2 separate regions of the Sus scrofa genome follow, and region 1 is linked to region 2. A link is a contact called in public HiChIP or PLAC-seq data. All regions are on one chromosome and are shown on one strand. Each heading gives the region's core, a stretch centred on a gene start, on an enhancer-like site or on the middle of the called end of the contact. The rest is flanking DNA. Distances are from core to core; before and after follow the strand shown. Region 1 overlaps PRKD3 (serine/threonine-protein kinase D3). Region 2 overlaps PRKD3 (serine/threonine-protein kinase D3).

The links. HiChIP or PLAC-seq counts read pairs in DNA pulled down with a chosen protein or histone mark.
Region 1: a contact with region 2 is called in an H3K27ac HiChIP or PLAC-seq map of alveolar macrophages. The contact joins two enhancer-like sites. A contact is called at or near these places in 4 of 47 Hi-C or Micro-C datasets (embryonic fibroblasts, epiblast stem cells, fetal heart ventricle and 1 more) and 1 of 2 datasets of contacts at active chromatin or transcription factors (alveolar macrophages).

The regions. Positions count from the first base shown.
Region 1 is chr3:102,918,846-102,923,186 of Sscrofa11.1, reverse strand. It overlaps PRKD3 (serine/threonine-protein kinase D3), which reads right to left. Exons shown (of 19, transcript XM_013996212.2): 10 at 3,028-3,105; 11 at 1,570-1,846. Among named protein-coding and RNA genes, the nearest start is that of NDUFAF7, 43 kb to the left of the region's middle. Within about 2 kb of position 2,031, at least 2 of the 83 cell types and tissues checked have an H3K27ac peak or open chromatin away from gene starts, as enhancers often do. A contact at or near this core is called in alveolar macrophages, where this site is marked.
Region 2 is chr3:102,846,521-102,850,861 of Sscrofa11.1, reverse strand. PRKD3 (serine/threonine-protein kinase D3) reads right to left here. Exons shown (of 19, transcript XM_013996212.2): 2 at 477-1,424. The coding sequence starts at 764. Among named protein-coding and RNA genes, the nearest start is that of PRKD3, 6.5 kb to the right of the region's middle. Within about 2 kb of position 2,616, at least 5 of the 83 cell types and tissues checked have an H3K27ac peak or open chromatin away from gene starts, as enhancers often do. A contact at or near this core is called in alveolar macrophages, where this site is marked.

The DNA.
Region 1 (4,341 bases), core at 782-3,281, 73 kb before region 2:
TGGGCCTAAAACTCTTCTTCAGTAGTTCCAATTTCCTACTTGAAGTCAATATTTATTTTGTTTCAAACACCTCCACTCTCTCCATCCAGATTTAATACTACTGCTTCTCAAGAGAACTCTGCTCCAGATAGGTTGTTACAATGCAAAAGCATCAGCAACAACACGGTAACAGTATCACTAATGGGTCAGGAACTGCAATAAATGCATTATATGCATTTATTATTATTCCCCTTTTAGATCAGAGAACTGAAGAGGCCCAGATCATGAAGCTAGTAAGTGGAAAAACTGGGCTTTCATTCTCCAGAATTCTCACTCTTAGCCCTTCTGCAATCTGTCTTTAGGAACTCTCAACTTTAAGGAAGAGGTCCATGAATAGACGGGCTTGAGACGGTCCTTAAATCCAATTACATGTAAAATTTGTATGTTATGTGCCTGCATTATTTTCAGTTCTATCTAAAATTTCCTTGAATTTAAAAAGCACTGTGAATATCCATTAGTCACCCTTTAGGAATCAATGTTCAACACCAAACATGTTTATAGTCATTACCATCATCCCTTTGATCACAATTATTTCTTCAACTCCAGTGATACTACCCCTCCACCACCCCCAGCTCTGCCTATCCTAAGCTACTTGAGATCCAAAGTCAAGGTCCAAATCAGGTTCTTCTATCTCAAGTCTCTGCTTAGCTTCTTATTCATATCTGAGTTTCTCTAGAAATGCATTACTCATTTTTGCACTCTACTGCCTTATGCTACCATCTAATGCTTAATTATGTATGTATGTCCTATCTTCCTTAATAATCTTGAAAATTCTGTGTTCTTTCATATTGTAGCTCAGAGCCTACACAATGCCAAAAATAGATATACAAAGTAGCACAGGTGAGCTGAAATAAAGTACATTTAGAAACAGGCTGATACTTCTTTCAATTTAAATGTATTTGTCTAATGAACGAATGATGTTTCCCCATAAAGAGCATAATGCCAATGGGGGAAAAGTAACATTTTACTATAGTTTTCTGCTTAAGTGTCCACTTGAACCTTTATAAAATTTAGGTTTTATTTTATAAATTTTGTTGGTGCAAAGAACATGTGTTTCAATAATTTTTTAAATGTTGCTGAATGTTTTAATCAGTTAAAAGAAATACAGCATTTCTGCCTTCGCAGATTTCAAGAGTATGATGTGAAGTGTGACTTTATAGCCTGAAAATCCTACCATGAAGCAAAATATTAATACAGATAATTTATTTAATTCCATGAGAGTTCTTTCATTTAATGCTGACAACCCTATAGAATAGGTACTATTACAAAGATGTAACGTACTTGCCTAAGATCACGTAACAGGTTGGCAGAGCCAGGATTTAAATGGAGCCTAGCTCTGGGGATTTTAAGTGTATGTTATAACCAACAGAATTGTCTAAAGGATTTAACTGGTGGTATCGGTTACTAAAAATGGTATTGGTTACTAAAGGTTAAAATGAGCATTAAAAATAAATACAGAAATGCAACCACACCCACAATGTGCTTAAGAACCAAATGGGAAAAAAAGCTATGAAGAAGCTTATTGCTTACTGTGATCTTTCCCTTGCCCTGGAGAAGTACAAACACTTGCTTGAGGGGTAACAGGCATGAGAGCCTGACGAATTGCTTTTTCCCAGCTCTGTGCTACATCAAGTCCCACTCCAGTGGCAGCAAGAACAGGATTGTGAGAGCTGTCCCCATTGTTTTCACCAACAAAGTATACCATAGTGTCAGTGATGATTTCAAAACAGTGTGGGTTGCTGCCTTGTGAAATGTTTGTGAAATCTTGTGGCGAGGATATACGGAGAATTTCTGAAAGTGGAATTTCCTAAAGTAAAAAATTAAAACATTAGAAAATGTGAATACATCTTTGTTTTTATTTTCAAATACATTAAATAATCAAAGATAGGCATTTCTAATGAATACCATTAAGACACACACAAGTATGCAGTACACAGAACATATAGTCAAGTCTTAATGATAACATCTACCCTGAATGGTCTGCATGTCTGCCAATGCCAGAGGCAGAGCATGGGGTATAATAACCAAGCCGTGATTCAAGCCTGTAGTAGGTCAACAGAACAAAAGGGAGGGAAAGGATTTTGGAGGGCAACTGCCAGTATACCCAACACTCATCATTTCCCAGTTCTCATTAAATCAATTTAAGAACTACCCTACTGGCTGCTGTCTGCAACATACAGCCCCAAAGGGCTACAAAGGAGAAATAACAGCAGCAAAAAGAGGAATATCACTGTAAGTTGTTTAAGCACTCCATTCTGGTTCTGTCCATAATTGTAATAATCATTTATGTTTAGTCTATTTCCTAAGGCAAACAATTTATTTTAAAAAACCCAACCAGATCAAAGCAATTCATTGGTTTCAATTCTCTTTCTTACTGCCACACTGACAATTTTGCTCGCTGTCAGTTTGTGGCATGGCAAAACGTGAAGCAAGCCAAGCAAAGAGGATTACACAAAGGAGAAGACCCAAAAGAAGCCTCTGAGGATTGGAGGCTAAGGTAAAATGGAATATGGGAGAATGCCAATACTACATTGGCCTCTTCTGAACCTGCAATGCTCATGGACTTTCTTAGCAGTCTAGTCTAAATTCTAGCAGAGGCATCCCTTGGTAGGCAAAGGGGATTGGTTCCAGGACTTCTTGCAGATACCAAAATCCATGGATGCTCAAGTCCCTTATTTAAAATGGTAAGGCATTACAGATACATAGGACCACTTGTATCCAGAAGGAAAGCAGGAGCAACCTGACAGGCAGACCAAAACCGAGAAACACAGAACAGAAAACAACCTTTGGTAGCAGGGCTGTTGTGGGGGTAAAATGGAGGGGGCAGGGGACAGTTGCTTCAACAGAGAACTTAACAGTGACTTCCATAAATCATTATTAGGCAGAGCTGTAATATCCCAACATAACAGTTAATAAATACTATTTAGATATATTTGAAAAACACATCTTTTAATGTACACATACTTTTTAAAGATACGACATCTTTACCTTATAATACTTTGATCCGGATTCGTTTTGAAACAATGTTAAACATTTACTGTCCAGTCTCCAATAATGCCTTTTTCTCTATAAAGTAAAGAGAATAAAACTGTGAGGCTCAAAAGTAAAGACTCCTCCAAAGTGCCTGAGCTTTCCTTTCCCTTTCACTTCTATTCATAAATTTGTACTTCTGAAGAGGTTTAAAATTCATGAGGTTCAAAATTCAGAAAATTCAAAGCATATGCATTGAAAAGTATACTTCCATTGTCATTCAAATCTCACTCCCACCCTGACTCCAGGCAAGCAATGTTATTAGGTTTGGGGGGTTCTTTTCTGAGAATCTTAAGCAATGCACAGACAAATACGTATGTATTACACAGACAGACAGGCAATGTACCTATAGGCTAAATTTATAAAGGCTGGCTTACTGGGTTATTTTACTCGACAGTGTTAAATTATCCTACACAACATCGGACCCAATTTATAGTCTCATCAGTAACATAACAGTGACCATTTACTCAAACTTTCTCTAATGCAGCATGGTACTACACTTTTTGATCTTTGCTACAGATAAATAAAAACTGGTAATTTTGGTTAAATTTTTAATTGCATTTTTTTGTTAAAGATTAGATCAAGATCTTAGATTTACAGGTCACTTCTATTTTGTCTGTAAACTTGCTGTTCATATTCCTTGCCCATTTTTCTATTTTGTTGTGGTCTTTTTGTTATCAATTTGTTGGCACTCTTTACATATAACAGAATTAATCCTTGCTTAGAAGATGAGTTGAAAATACTTTTTTCAGTTTGCCATTTGTCTTTGCTTTTGTTTTTTGCCATGCAGAATTTTGGTGACTTTAAATAATTTTTTAAAATTAATACTTTTTTGGAGCAGTGTAAGGTTCACAGCAAATTAAGGGGAAGATGAAGAGACTGTCAACACCCCTCCTAGAGTGGTACATTTGTTACAACTGATGAACCTACACTGACACATCACAATCACAAAAGTCTATAGCTTATACTATGGTTCACTCTTGGTGTTGTATATTCTATAGGTTTGGACAAATGCATGATGACATGTAGCCAACATTATAGTTATCACATGGAGTACTTTCACTGCCCTAAAAATTCCATGTTCTGCCTATTTATCCCCACCTGTCCCCATGCCCAACCTTGATCTTTTTTCTGTCTCCATAATTTTTCCTTTTCTAGAATGTCATATAGTTGGAATCATACAGTACGTAATCTTTTTACATTGGCTTCTTCCACTTGGTAATACACATTTAAGACTCCCCATGTCTTTTCATGGCTTGATAGCTCATTACT
Region 2 (4,341 bases), core at 1,367-3,866:
GTCCTTTGGTAGTTTAGGCAAAATCAGGATCTAAAGGGAAGGAAGGGGGTCTACAAAAGGGCGGAACACAGGGCACCTAGGAAGAACAAGGTGTGGACCTGGGCTCAGCTACTGCTGTGTCCCAATTTTGGTTAGCAACCTTGATGCCTGTGCCTTCTGCCTCCCGACTGTTTTCTCTGAAAACAAATGAGATTTCTTAAGTCCCCTGACTTTACAATGAGTTTTCTGCTCTTAAAGAGACAGACTGAAAAAGCAGTATTTTAAAGCTGGGATATAGGCTCCAGTTGGTAAGACTGAAATTTCAGACCTTAGGCTTTTTAGTCTGTTAGGACTCTCCCCCAAATGCTCAGAATAAAGATATAAACCATTGATTAATCCACCTGTGTTAACTCACTGTTCCATGAATAATATATAGAAATGCCATTAGAAACAATATTAATTAGAAAAACTGTTGACATAAATAGCAGGCACAGTACCTTTTGATAAACAATGGAGCACACAAGATCCTTGACAGCAGATAAAGACAGTTCCTGGGCTTCAATGGTAATACTTTCTCGTGTAAGGCCAATTTGCAGGAGAAATGAGATTGTATGCACTGAGCCTCTGGAGTTGGTGAGTGACGGCGCACTGAAGCTTCCATTAGAGAGTCGCCCAGAGAGTCCTGTTTTAGGACTTGAACATGGAGAAGGAGCTGGAAGCACAGCAGGAAGACTTGCAGGTAATACAGACTTCTGGGCTGATGGAGGAGAATTGTTTGCAGACATCTGCCTTTCTTTAATCTTTTAAAACAGTTGTCAACTCTTTTTCAATGGTTATGAAGAGGCTTTAAAATCACAGTAGCAGAAAAATGACTGTACTTTTGGATTTAGTTGAAAGCTTCTTTATTTCCTCTTTTAAGCCACTCATGCTGATGATGGCAAGTTCTACAACTGTGAGTTGAATACACAAAACGTCCTACTTCCCTTAATATCAGTCCCATCAAAAAAGAGTCTTGTTTTTAGAGCCACAGCTAGGGATTTGGAAAAGACTTAACATCACTGAAGTATCCTCATCAAAAGAGAGTTGACATTGCTTATTTACTAAACATTTTCATCTATTTTAAGTCTATTCTTGTCTCTCTCTTTTAATTTCAGAAAATACATAATGAATAAGTTTTTCTGTCAAGATGAAATCCTCCTGGGTAAAAAATAGTTAAGTGTTTAGGATTAATCTATTCAGTATTTATCCTTTGGTTCACTGAATCAATGGGATGCTTTCCCAAAGGTCCACGCCTTAAACCACCTTCTCAAATGTCCTCATTTTCATTTTGGGGCAGTTAATTTTTCCAGGATTAAGCACAAAGCTTTTTAAAATAGTATAGGCATGTTCCATTTGACGAATGAGTCCACTGAGAAAAAGTTGATGCTTTCTGAAATGTAGTCAGCCTGGAAGAAATTTTTTAAAACTTTTAATATTTTATACTCACTTGACATTACTTTAAAAATGCAAGATCCTTATACTTTTTAAAATAACTTTGCTTGTACGTTTATGATTCACCAATAAATCTTAATGGATAGCTATTTTTTGGGTCTAGCTATCAGAGCCATTTTTCCTACAGGCATTATTTCAGAGAGAGCCTCCTGCTCAAAAAAAAATTAAATTAAAATAAAAAAATAAAATAAATACCCCTTGTATCCTCACTAATAATTGAAACTTGAAGGTCAAATACTTTTATTCTACAAATATATAATGGAGTTACGACAAAAACAGAAAAAACAAATAAGAATAGTAAAAGTAACACTGTCATAGAAATAATATACCACTTGACAAAAAATGTATAACACTGTCTTAACATACACAAGAGGATTCTTTTTTATATTAAAAGTCTAATTCTGCCAAAACATGACTCCTGATTTGCTTTGTAGACATATTTCTTTCAGAAAACTAAGGAAGCAAGAGGGCATATACTAAACACAGTTATATGGCACAAAAAGAGGTACCAAACACATACTTATGACAGCAACATAGGAGAAAGTGACCTCATCATAAGAAATTTCTAAAAGTGAAAAAGAGAACACTAAGCACACTTACATTTGTATCACAGTTTTACATAAGGACCCTTTGGCTAAATGAAAGGCTCACAAGAGCTAGATCTTTCTACTTATATTCCATCTATATACCTATAAACAATTCTAATGATAAAAAAGAATGAAGCATCCAGTGCGGTTGCAGAAATGACTTTCCGAGAGTAGTTAATGGGACTAAATAAAATAGGATGAACATAACAGAAAAGCAAAAACATATAGATAACATCAGGAATGAGAAAGCTCAGGAAAAACTAAGGCTTAGAAAAAACGGCTAAGAGAGAAAAATTTTTAGAGCTACATTCAAATAAATAGTTTTTATCCCATCTTCTATTGCACAGCACTTAACATCTTGTAAATGTTTCATACACTTGATCTCATGATAATTCTTTGAAATGTGACAGGGCAAATATTATTATTGTTGCAGATAAGACAACTGAAGCACAAGCAGATAAAGTAACTTGCCCAGCATCACATGGCTATTAAGAGGTGGAGTGGGAATGAGGACCCAAGTTTCATACTTTCCAACCAAGTGCTGTCTCCACAATAACAGACTATTTCTCAAAGAGAACAAGGAACTGAGAGAATCACTGCTCAGAGAGGATGTTGTTAAGGTTGAGAGAGCACAGAGAGAAGGCAGAATTGCTCAACTTGTATTTTGCTTACCTTCTCTCAGTTTTTAAACTAAAGCTGTAGAAGAGCATTGAGAACTGAAACCTGAGCCTGGTGAATAAGAGAGACTAAAACACTCTTTCATGAGTGCAAGTCTCTGGATCCAGATACAATCCATTCCACATTGCTAAAGCAATTAGTGCAATCACAAAGCTGACATCTATAATCTTGGAGACAGAGCTCAGAAAGAGAGAAATAAACATGGCCTGGAGATAGATAAGAGTTGCTTCAAGTTTTGTGGGCTAGAGGAGTGAGGAAGCAGATTTCAGAAACTACAGACATATAAACTTAATATTAACCACTTAGTCAAATCTGAGAATAAATTATGAAGGCAAATTTTTTTTTTTCTTTTTATGGCTACACCTGCAGCATATGGAAGTTCCCAGGCTAGGGGTCAAATCGGAGCTGCAGTTGCCAGCCAATGCCACAGTCACAGTAACGAGGGACCCCAACAGCACCTGTGACCTATGTTGGCCGCAGGTTGCAGCAGGGCTGGATCCTTAACCCATTGAATGAAGCCAGGGATCGAACCCACACCCTCACAGACACTATGTTGAGTTCTTAACTGGCTGAGCCACAATGGGAATTCCCAGCAAATGGTTTTTGAATACCTAGAAAATAAAATGATCACTAGATGTCAGCATAAATTCAAACAGAACAACTAATCCCAAAGCAACAACATTTATACCTTGGAAAAACATGATTGGCCTTTTTAGATGGAGAAAATAGTAACAACTCACAGTAAATGATCTGTATCTGCCAGACACTGTTCTAAGCATTCTATATGAATTTCCTCATTTAAGCCTCACAATAACCCATTTTACAGTTAAGAAAACTGGCTTAGAGATTAAAGTACTTGCTTAAGATCACACAATTGGCAAAGACAGAAAAAAAACCAAGTGTATTCCAGCAGAACCCATATTCAAGAAGGTATTCCATGCTATTTTTGTAAATATGTGTGCATTAGATGTTAGTGTAGTTGGTTAAGTTTGCTGCTCTGTACCAACTCAGGAGAGAAGCCTTTAGGGGAGTCCCTTCTAACTCTGCTCTTGGCCCCATATTGTTTTTGATTACTTACATGATGATAAAGCTGTAGAAGATGTGCTTCTAAAATCCTCAGATTGTACAATTAGGAGAAATAAACTAAAATTCAAGCGAACTGTAACAATGAGGAGTGTAAAGCTTTGCATTTAGTTTAAAAAGTTAAATGCAATACAGAAATGGAGAAATGCTGACTTAGACCCTGTTCAATGGATGAGTTATCAACCCAAGAATTTAATAGGAGCTGCTAATATAATGGGTGACTAAAAGAACTAACATAAACCTAAACCCCCAGGACACGGAGAACATGTCAGCCTCAATCTGTATACTGGTTGCTAGTCAGTATACATTACCTTTGTATTAATTTTTATGGTCCATATTTTTAAGAGCTGTATTGACTTTAAAAAAATAATAATATTTATCCAGATAAAGGTGAAAACAATGTTATGTAACAAATATATGCTTAACAAAACCAAATAGAGTAACAGTCTTCAAATATTTGAAAAGGGGTTAAGAAAATAACTGGTTTTATTCTGTATCACAGCAGAGCATAGAGGTAAAATGA